Linked DNA regions of Sus scrofa: region 1 is linked to region 2. A link is a contact called in public targeted proximity ligation data. All regions are on one chromosome and are shown on one strand. The core of a region is the stretch at or near the end of the contact, and the rest is flanking DNA. Distances in the headings are between cores, read along the strand shown.

Region 1 (5,290 bases), core at 1,554-4,053, 38 kb before region 2:
AGAGGACTGCGTAGACCAGTCACAGCCCAGCCACAAGAGGGAATGGGATGGAGCCATCGAGACAGAACTAGGAAGTTCATGTGCGGAAATGCAGTCACCCCCGAGATCGAGCACTGCCTGGAAAAAGCCCAAGTGGTGTTTATCGAAGGCCATCATCTGCGTACAAGGAAGTAGATATTTCCCCATAAAATATGCATAAAATGGTTCCAAACGGATACACAAGAAACTGGTAACAGGGGCTGGGTAACAGGGGCTGCCTGTGAGCTGAGGAGGGAGGTGGCCTGGGGCATGCAGCCAGATGAATGCTTTTCGTTTTCTCTTTTTTTTTTTCATTTTTTTAAAGTCTTACTGAGGAATGGTTGATTTATAATGTTCTGATCACTTCTGCTGCACAACACATTGATTCGGTCAGACGTCTACACGCATCCGGACAAACGATTTTCACCCATGCTCTTTATCGGTCTTTGGTACACTGAGCCATAGCAAATTACATAATCAAAAAATGAAACAAGAAAAAATTAAATAAATACATGTATAACCCAATATATTTATAGTTTTATAACCTTTGGGGGGTTTTTTTGTTTGTTTTGCTTTGTTTTTGTTTTTTCTGCCGCACCCTCAGCATGCAGAAGTTCCCGGGCGGGAATCCAACCTGTGCCATGGCTGTAAAGAGCCACAGCAGTGATAATGCCAGATCCTTAATCCACTGAGTCAGGAGGGAACACCCTATAGTTTTATAATTGATTCATTATAATGGGTTATATGAAAAATTTTGATTACATAAAATTTAAAACATTACATTTTTTATTTAAAAATTTTTAAAACAAAAAAAAACGGAAGTGTATTTAATTTACAATGTTGTGTTAGCCTCAGGCATACAGCAAAGTGATTCAGTGATATATATACATTCTTTTAAGACATTGAATATAGTTCCCTGTGCTATACAGTAGATCCTTATTGTTTATCTATTCATCCCAAATTCCTACTGATCCCCCTGGCTTTGGTAACCATAAGTTTCTTTTCTATATCTGAGTCTATTTTTGTTTTGTATGTAAGTTCATTTATACCATTTTTAAAGATTTCAGATATGTGATATCGGGTGAAAGTTATCTTTCTCTAACTTATTTCACTTGATATGAAAATCTCTAGGTCCACCCACGTTGCTGCAAATGGCATTGTTTCAAACCTCTCTCTCTTTTTTTTAATGTTATGGCTGCATCCGAGGCATATGGAAGTTCCTGGGTCAGGGACTGAATCCAAGCCACAGCTGCGACTGACACCACAGCTGTGACAACGCTGGATTCTTAACCCAATATGCCACGGCGGAACTCCCAAACCTCTCTCTTTTTTTTTAACGGGAGGGAAAAAAAGAGCCTCTTCGGCAAACCCGCATGTGCCCTCCCCAGGTTGGTCTCTCAAAAGTCCTCTCACCTGTATGCCTGAGGCTAACACAGGTGAAATGATGTCGTCATCCCTTTGTCCCATGTACTGGGTCTCACGTCCCCTCCCTTCCCAGCAACTGGCCCTCCGCCCCTCCCTGCGGATTTGCAGGCAGATGAACGCCACTGATCACGTGTCTCTGGTGAGAAGATGTGCTCCACTGTTTGCACTGTATCATCCCCAGACGTCTGCTAACAACGTCCTATTTGCCCAAGTAAAATTCTTCCCTTGGCATTTTGTACTACGATCCATTTTCCATGCTGGAGGTTCTGCAGGCTGACGGTGAATGCAGGACCGGGGAGGCAGGGACCTTCCCTTGCTGGCCTTAAGGAACCATTGGGGGAGGTACAGTTAACCACGGCGGGAAACAGCCCAGACTCCAAGGCAAGCAGAGGGTCTAAGACAGTGAAGGACACAGAAAAGGGCAGAACAGGAAGAGGGCAGAACAACGTGGCCAGAGACACAGAGGCAGGCACACCTGTGTCCTGCGGGGAGGTGAGCAGTGATTGGCCAGGAGGGGGGCGGGGTTACGGGAGCCTTTGCACCATCTGGAGGCTGGACCTTTCAGGAGGCCTTCAGGTCTTGGCGCAGTGGTTAACAAATCCGACTAGGAACCATAAGGTTGCGGGTTTGATCCCTGGCCTTGCTCAGTGGGTTAACGATCCGGCGTTGCCATGAGCTGTGGTGTAGGTCGCAGACGCATCTCCGACCCCGCGTTGCTGTGGCTCTGGCATAGGCCGGCGGCTGTAGCTCCGATTTGACCCCTAGCCTGGGAACCTCCATATGCTGTGGGAGCGGCCCAAGAAAAGGCAAAACGACCAAAAAAAAAAAAAAAAAAGAGGCTGGACCTTTCAGGGAGGGATTCCCCCCCGCCGCCCCCAATATGTTCTGTTTCATTACCCAACAAACCAAAAGCGACTCCTGCCAAGGAAAATTCAGACGCTAAAAATAAGCCTCCAAACCTAGAATACCAGGAGAAACCAACCACAGCCAAAGCCACCCAACAACGCCGCAACAGTATAAACACACATCAAAGGGCAGAGAAGGGGTCCGCACTCCGGATCACGTCTCTCAACACAACGAAAACTCCAGTCTCACAACTTCTGGTGTTTCTTTATTCTGATCAAGGCCCCTTTTCAATATCCCTCTCCCAAAAGTCTCTTAACCATTTTCTCAAATGATCCCCTATTTCTCTCTGCCTCCTTAAAGTCTCAGTTTAAAAAAAAAAAAAAAAAGCAGAAGCAGAAAAGAAGAAGAAAAAAAAAAGAAAATGCTTGTGTCAGCATCTTGCGGTCCTGCCACTCCCACCCAACTCCCCACCCAACTCCTCTCCCCTGCTTCCAAGCCTCCAAGGACCAGGAAGCCTGAACGCAGGGTGTAAGAACTCTGTGTCACAAAAGAGTTACTAGTTTCCTTGGGTGCCTCCCAGGAGGAAAGTAAACAAGCTTCCGCATTTGCCTTGATAAATATCTGGTTTACTGGGGAGACGGGTACTTGCTTATTTCCTCAATCCTGGCTATATTCCAGATGACGGGGTGGAGGGGGGGCATTATGACTGTCAGGCCTTTAAAAATGACAGAACCGCCTTTGAAAATGACAGAACCCGTCCTGCCTTTAGCAAGCCTGAAGGTGGGAACGGGCTGGTGAACGGGTGACCCTCTGTCGTCTTTTACAGCCGTCTTTTTTACCGCCTGATCCGCTTCCCCTGGCCCATCCCCAGCCCAGCCCTCGAGGACATGCGCCTTCCTCGTGCGTCCTAATTGCTTCCTGTCTGCAAATGAGATTCTGTTCCCCTCACTGGACCGCATTACACCCTTCCCGGGGAGGGCTGTGTTCATGCTTCCTGGATTCCCACAGAGCTTTAAGACACCAATGCAATGCGTCCTGGTCCAGCGGGGACTCCAAGAGTGTATTTGGCACCTCTATCCCGTGTATGATGGGAACAGCTCTCGTGCAAACTCTTTATTTTGTTCTTTTTTTGGTTGATTTGTTTGTTTGGAGGGCCACACCTGCCGCGAGTGGAAGTTCCCAGGCCAGGTAGGGGTCGAATCAGAGATACAGCTGCCTGCCTATGTCCCAGCCACAGCAACGCCCGATCCAAGCCAGGTCTGCAAGCCTACGCTTCAGCTTAGTGCAAGCTCTGTAGAAACATGTATTTTGGGGGAGTAGTTTATTTTTTTCGGTTTGAGGTATAATAGACATACAGCACTGTAGAAACGTAAGGTGTACAACAAAATGCTTTCCTTTACAAGCATCATAAAGTGATGACCACAACAGGTGTAGGGAAGAGCCAACCTCTCATACAGACACGACACTATAAGAAATCGGAAACATCAAAAGAAAATCGGAAACAAAATCCTTTCCTTGCGATGAGACCTCTTAGGATTTACTCTCTTGCTAACTTTCATTTATATTGTACAGCAGTGTTCATTATCTTTATTATGCTGTATTTTACATGCCAAGGACTTATTATCCTATAATTGGAAAAGTGTGTTTTTTAAATGAAGACAGATCTTTCTTCCAGAAGAGTTCCAAATGATGTGTAGAGGCCCCTCCCTCCAGGAAGTGGAGCTTAATCTCACCCCTCCCGCTCTTGGGCGTGGGCCGAATTTCGCCTCTGGCTTATATGTATTTATTTTTTGCTTTTTAGGGCCACTGCAGCATATGGAAGTTCCCAGGCGAGGGGTCGAACTGGAGCTGCCGCTGCCAGCCTATGCCACAGCCACAGCAACACGGGATCTGAGCTGTGTCTGGGACCCACACCGCAGCTCACTGGCAACGCAGGATCCTTAACCCCCTGCGTGAGGCCAGAGATGGAACCCAGCGTCCTCATGGATATGAGTCGGGTTCGTTACTGCTGAGCCACAGCAGAAACTCCCGAGCACCTTGCTTTAAAAGAATACCCTAGGGAAGGAGAAAAAGAGTAACAATACAAAGGAGAAACCTGGCAAATGCTACCTTAACATAGCAACAAAGGCTAACATTATTATGATGTCACGCGGGTGTCACATGCTGTGACGAGCCCTTCGTCTCTGTGGTGCTCTTCCCCCAAAACCCCTAACTCCAGGGAAATCATGAGAAAAATATCAAACAAACCCAATGTGACAGAAATCTCGGCCCAGTCCTCCCCAGAGACAATCACAAGAAACAGGTAAAGCCTAAGACACTGCAGGAGACCACAGGGGACTGGGGATGGGGTGGTTAAGCGCAGTGGGATACCCTGGATGGGACTTCGGAACAGAAGAAGGGACATTGGGGAAACACTGGCAAACGCCAAAGAAAGTCTGGAGTGAGGTGAATGGTGAGGTACCCATGTCAGTTTCCTAGACTGACAAACGTCCTGCGGTGACGGTGACGATGCAAAGAGAGGGGAAAGTTGGGTTAGGGGTAGGCAGGAGCTGGGCACTAGCTGCCCCTTTCCTGCAAATCTGAAATTAAACTCTACGGAGTTTTCCCTGTGGTGCAGTGGGTTAAGAATCCGACTGCAATAGCTCGGGTCATGTGGAGGTGCGGGTTTGACCCCCGGCCTGGCGCGGTGGGTTCAAGGATTGGGCATGGCCGCAGCTGAACGTGTTAGGTCACAGCCACAGCTCAGATTCAGTTCCCTGGCCTGGGAACTGCCATCTGCCATGGGCGCAGCCACAAAAATACGTAAGTAAAATTAAACTGGAAGATGAACTGGAACAGGGAAGCCTCCCCCCAAAGCACTCAAGTTCAGTTTTACAAAACAAAACACTTTTTTTGTAGGTTTACTTTTTTAAAAAAGGATTTTTTTTTTTTCCTAACGTGTACTTTGCCTAAATGGGAAAGATTAAGTGGAGGCAGGGGTGATGGCCAGGGTTTCTATTAT
Region 2 (5,243 bases), core at 904-3,403:
CCAGGACCTGCCCCCACAGGCTCCAGGCCAAGAATGAGCAGTGCAGCATCTATTAAGTTTCTAAAATTATGCTTAGGTTTGGGGGGTTGGCCAGAGCGAGGGGCGGGAGAGGATGTGGCGCGGGGGGGGGGCAGGCAGGAAGCCTTTAATCCGGCCCCTTGCACCCCAGGCTGCACGCTGGGCAGCAGGAAGGGAGTGTCCTCCAGCAGATGTCAGATGGGTGCCAAGGATCAAAAGCCCTTCTGTGCACAGCCTGGGCACACAACCATCTTTAAACACGGCTGCAGCGCCTTCCCAGACTGTTTGAGTTTTCCTTGGATCTAAGGAGCTAGGGGGTGGGGGAGGGGATGGAATGAGGTCCTTGGGCTGCCCAGTTTGAGGAGGAATCAGAGAAAGAAATCTCCTGGTCATCAAAATCTAGATGTGGGAACAGGGTCACTGTAGAGGGTTGTGCTGGCTGCTCACTGCACAACGGCAGAGGGTTCTCCATGCCAACATGGAGTCACGCTGGGCACCCCCATTCCAGGTGGCCCATGCTGGACCAGAAGGAGGACCAGCTAGCTCCTGTGGCCAAGGTCTCATTCTTGGATGGAGCTGGGGGGATGCGAATCGGTGGCCAGAAATCGGTGGTCACAAATGAAATACTTTGACTCCCCAACACAGGTAACTAATCTAAGGAGGAAGGAGAGGAAAAAAAATCGAGATAGGGTCAATCTCCCCTCCCCCACCAGATGTGGTTGTCAGAAAAAACGGAGGACACTCAGTTCAAGGTCAGCTAAACAATGAATGATTTTTTAGCATCAGTATGCCCTCAAACATTGCATGGGATATACTTATACTAAAAAAATCATCTGTTGTTTCTCTGACAATCACAAAAATTTTTTGGCTGCTCCCACGGCATATGGAAGTCCCTAGGCCATGGATCAAATCCCAGCCGCAGCTGCAACCTATGCCATAGCTGCAGCAAGGCCAGAACTTTAGCCTCCTGTACCACAGTGGGAACTCCTCTGACAATCAAATTTAACTAGGCCTCTCCGGTTTGTGTGTTTTTTTGGTCGGCACACTGGATGAGGGGTCAAATCAGAGCTGCAGCTGCCTGTCTACACCACAGTCACAGCAATGCCAGATCCAATCCACAACTGTGGGTTTTGCCACAGCTTGTGGCAATGCTGGATCCTTAATCCACTGAGCGAGGCCAGGGATCAAACCCACATCCTCAGGACACTATGTCACATTCTTAACCCGCTAAGCTACAACAGGCACTCCTAAGCATCTCTATTTTTGTTAAATCTAGCCATCCAACCCCCAGAGGGCATGCCTATAAAGACTCTGCCACCCACCACTGCCTAGAAATAGCTGTTAAACCAGCAGGTAATTAGGAGCAAGTTCCCCCCCAAGCCTTTTGGCTGCTGAGCACCAGGCAGGCTGGGCGGTGTCAGAGCCCTTCCCCCGCAACACGCATGTCACCGCCGTGGCCTCCCCTGGGGGCTCTGAAATCGCCCCGCTAAGAGGATCCTCTGCCTGTAACAGCGGCCGGCCACGTGTCCATGGGGAGGATGGAGACACAGCCTCACTGAAACCAAAGGAACAAATCTTGCACAAGGCCTGCCCAGTAAGTCGGACTGGGTCGTTTCCAGGGCCAGTGACACTGACTCCTGGCAGCTGGGGTGGCCTCGGGCTCCAGGGCCCTCTTATGCATCTGAGATGGGGTTGCCCGGGGGGTCGGCCTGGAGGGGCAGGGTTTGGTTGGTGGGGAGGCCCCTCCCCCGCTGTCCCTTAGGGCTTTCTGGAAGGCAGGTAGAGAATGAGGAAGGTAGGGCCTTATGCAACCCCCCCACCCCCCTCCCCGCCACACACACACAATGGTTTCTATGGGAAAGGCTGGCTGACCTCTCCTGGGGCCACCTGGGATAGGGCCAACTGCATGTGACCAGCGGGCAGTGGAGCCAGTGCAGCTGGCAGGACACTCACATGCACAGGAAACCTGGGCAGAAAGTCACCCCAGGCCCAGGCAGGACCTGGACCTGGAGCCCAGAAGAGCCCTGGCAGATGGCAGGAGGGTCTCCTCAGCCCCCACTACCCTCCCACCCAGAGCAGAACTGGTCACCAACTCCCCATCCCTGCTCCGCACGTCTCTGTCTGGCTGAGCCCCCGGGAGGAGCTAAAGTGCCATGCCTCACTCTGATGAGTCAGCTCTCCCTGGGAGCAATTCCCCTCTAGACTAGAGGTGACTGGGTACCAACTGGGAGTCTCCCTGTGGCTCCTGGAGACCTGTGGGTCCCCTTCCCATTCATTACCCCAGACTCCTGTTCCCCGCAAAGGTGCAGGGGGACTTGGTCCCTGCAAAAGCTGTTCCCTGTGGGACCAGCCAACTGGGTTCTTTTTCTTTCTTTTTTTTTTACAGCCACACCCGCAGCATGTGGAAGTTCCCCAGCCAGGGGTCGAATCGGAGCTGCAGCTGCCAGCCTACACCACAGCCTCAGCAACACTGGATCTAAGCCACATCTGTGACCTGTGCCACAGCTCACAGCAATGCTGGATCCTTATCCCACTGAGTGAGGTCAGGGATCAGACTCACAACCTCATGGACACAAGTCAAATTCTTAACCTTCTGAGCCACACGGGAACTCCTCAACTGGGTTCTTGACTCTTGTTTTTTATGTTGTTGTTTTTCTACAACATCCAGAACATGCCTACAGCATGCAGAAGTTCCCAGGCCAGGAATCCAACCAGTCCACAGCAGTGACAACGCCGGACCCTTAACTGGCAAAGCCACCAGGGAAACTCCATCAACTCTAGTTTTTGTTTCCACTTCTGATCCTCGAGGGGTGGAGAGAGGAAGGATATTCACCTGGGTAAGAGGCTAGAGCTCTTGTGTCACCTGGGAGGACATGCTGTGTGGCCAGATGCAGGTCCCAGGGGCTGCTTTGTTCTGGCTAATTTGGTCACAAGGTGTCAGATCCTATTGTTCTGCCTCTTCAGACCTGCCCCCAGGGAAGGCAGATTAACATTCTCCCCTCCAACTACCAGCTCCTGGAGGGCAGGGACCCTGCTGATTCAGCCCATGCTCCTGGGAGAGCCTTCAGAGGGAGAGGGCAGTCAGGGAAGGCTTCCAGGAGGAAGCGGCACTGGCTGAAGGTAGGAGTCCTTGCAGGAAGGAACAAGAAGGGTGCTGTCACGTGGTGGCAGCTAGAGGGAAGGTGTGGCACATGGGCAGGCTCAGAAGGTGGTGGACCCGGGGCATGGGGTGTGGGGTGGGGGTGAGAGAAACAACTGCACGGAAAGCTTCCTGGCAACCAGCACCTGGACTCAGAGAGCCGGCTGCGCCCTGCCACGTGCTGCCAGATGACTGCGCAAAGCCACTTCACTTGCTAAACCTCAGTTTCCTCATCTCTAAGATGGGAGGCGAGGAACAGAGATGAGCATCACTGCTCTGCAGGGTCCCTTTGCTCCCTGCCGGGCCCTGGGATCCACACATTCACTTGCCGCTTTCACTCATTCCACTGGGAAGCCCGGTGTGCCGTCAAGCCCTTTGTACAGATAGGTAAAAAGACACTCCAGGTCCCAAGGGTCAGGGGTCGAACCCGGATCTGGGCATGGGAGGCCGAGGTTCTAAGTGGCCTCTGGAGAGAGGGGACCGACTGAGCTGCTTTGCTGGTTTTTTGTTTTTGTCTTTTTGGGGCCGCTCCCACAGCATATGGAGGTTCCCAGGTTAGGGGTCGAATCGGAGCTGTAGCCACCGGCCTGCACCAGAGCCACAGCCACAGCAACGCGGGAGCTGAGCCATGTCCATGACCCACACCACAGCTCATGGCAACGCCAGATCCCCAACCTGCGAGCAAGGTCAGGGATTGAACCCTCAACCTCATGGTTCCCAGTCAGATTTGTTAACCACCGAGCCACAACAGGAACTTCCAGAGCTGCTTTTTGGGATGTGGGGATCGCCGTCTTTCATGCTCCTTTTTCTCTCCTGGGGTGGCCAGAGCAATGAGCACAAACTGAGCAGCTTTTACAAAAACCAGAAATTGACACTCGCCTCCTGGAGACCAGGAGTCCCCACTCGAGGTGTGGGCAGAGCTGGTCCCTTCTGGAGCCTCTGAGGGACAATCTGTTCCCTGCCTTTCTCCTGGGGGGCTTCCTGATAATGGGGTTCAGGACACCCTACCCCCAAATATTGTACCTCAGCGTGCTGAATACCTCAAGCAGAAGCAGGAAGGTCACCTTGACCTTGCGCTCTCAGCCTTCCTCCCTGAAACAGGTGAAGAAAACTCTCCAGAGCAGGAGGAAGGGACACCTTCTTATCATCAGGGATGGGAACCGGAGGCCGAGAAATCCAAACAAAATTTGCTAAATTCATTTTTAGTTTCCCAGTTACATTTTCACGTACCACCCCCAGTCCAGACTCCTTTGTCTTATCCTTTTTTTTTTTTTCTTTCTTTCCTTGGCTGCACCTGCAGCATATGGAAGTCACCAGTCTAGGGGGAGAATCAGAGCTATAGCCACCTCCTTACACCACAGCTCACAGCAATGCCGGATCCTTGACCCACTGAGCAAGGCTAGGGAATCGAACCCGAGTCATGGATACTAGTTGGGTCTTTTACCGCTGAGCCACAACGGGAACTCCCTATTCTTATTTTTTTAATTGCAATAAACTTCATAGAAAATTAACTGTTTTAAAGTGAACAATTCATTGGCATCTAATACACTCACAATGTTGTGCAACCAACCCACTCCTAGTTCTGCAACATTTCCATCACTCCAAATACCCTGGGAAAATAAAGGAAACCTTATTTATTTATTTATTTATTTGTCTTTTGGGGGGGGCACACCTATAGCATATGAAGGTTCCCAGGCTAGGGGTCACATCAGAGCTGTAGCTGCTGGCCAACGCCAGATGTGAGCTGTGTCTTTGACCTACACCACAGCTCACAGCAACTGCCAGATCCTTAACCCACTGAGCGAAGCCAGGGATTGAATCTGCATCCTCCTGGATGCTAGTCAGGTTCGTTAACTGCTGAGCCATGACGGGAACTCCAGAAACCTCAGGAAGGCCAAAGGGGGAAGTGCTTATGCCCTATCACACGCTATTGGTTACAAACCCCAAAAAGGAAGAGATGCTTCTTGCACCTCCAGGAGGAAGAAAGAAAGTCACTAGTTTACTACCCCAGCTGGAGGAAGGAAGATCTTGCCTGGCAACAGTCCAGCCAATGAGCAACTGAAACAACTCAGCCAATGAAAAAGCA

The links.
Region 1: a targeted proximity ligation map of skeletal muscle shows a contact between it and region 2. A contact is called at or near these places in 11 of 47 Hi-C or Micro-C datasets (alveolar macrophages, blood, embryonic fibroblasts and 6 more) and 2 of 2 datasets of targeted methods (alveolar macrophages and skeletal muscle).

Annotation. Positions count from the first base shown.
Region 1 is chr3:31,545,329-31,550,618 of Sscrofa11.1, reverse strand. The region is part of intron 1 of LITAF (lipopolysaccharide-induced tumor necrosis factor-alpha factor); the gene reads right to left. Among named protein-coding and RNA genes, the nearest start is that of LITAF, 65 kb to the right of the region's middle.
Region 2 is chr3:31,506,546-31,511,788 of Sscrofa11.1, reverse strand. The region is part of intron 1 of LITAF (lipopolysaccharide-induced tumor necrosis factor-alpha factor); the gene reads right to left. Among named protein-coding and RNA genes, the nearest start is that of LITAF, 27 kb to the right of the region's middle.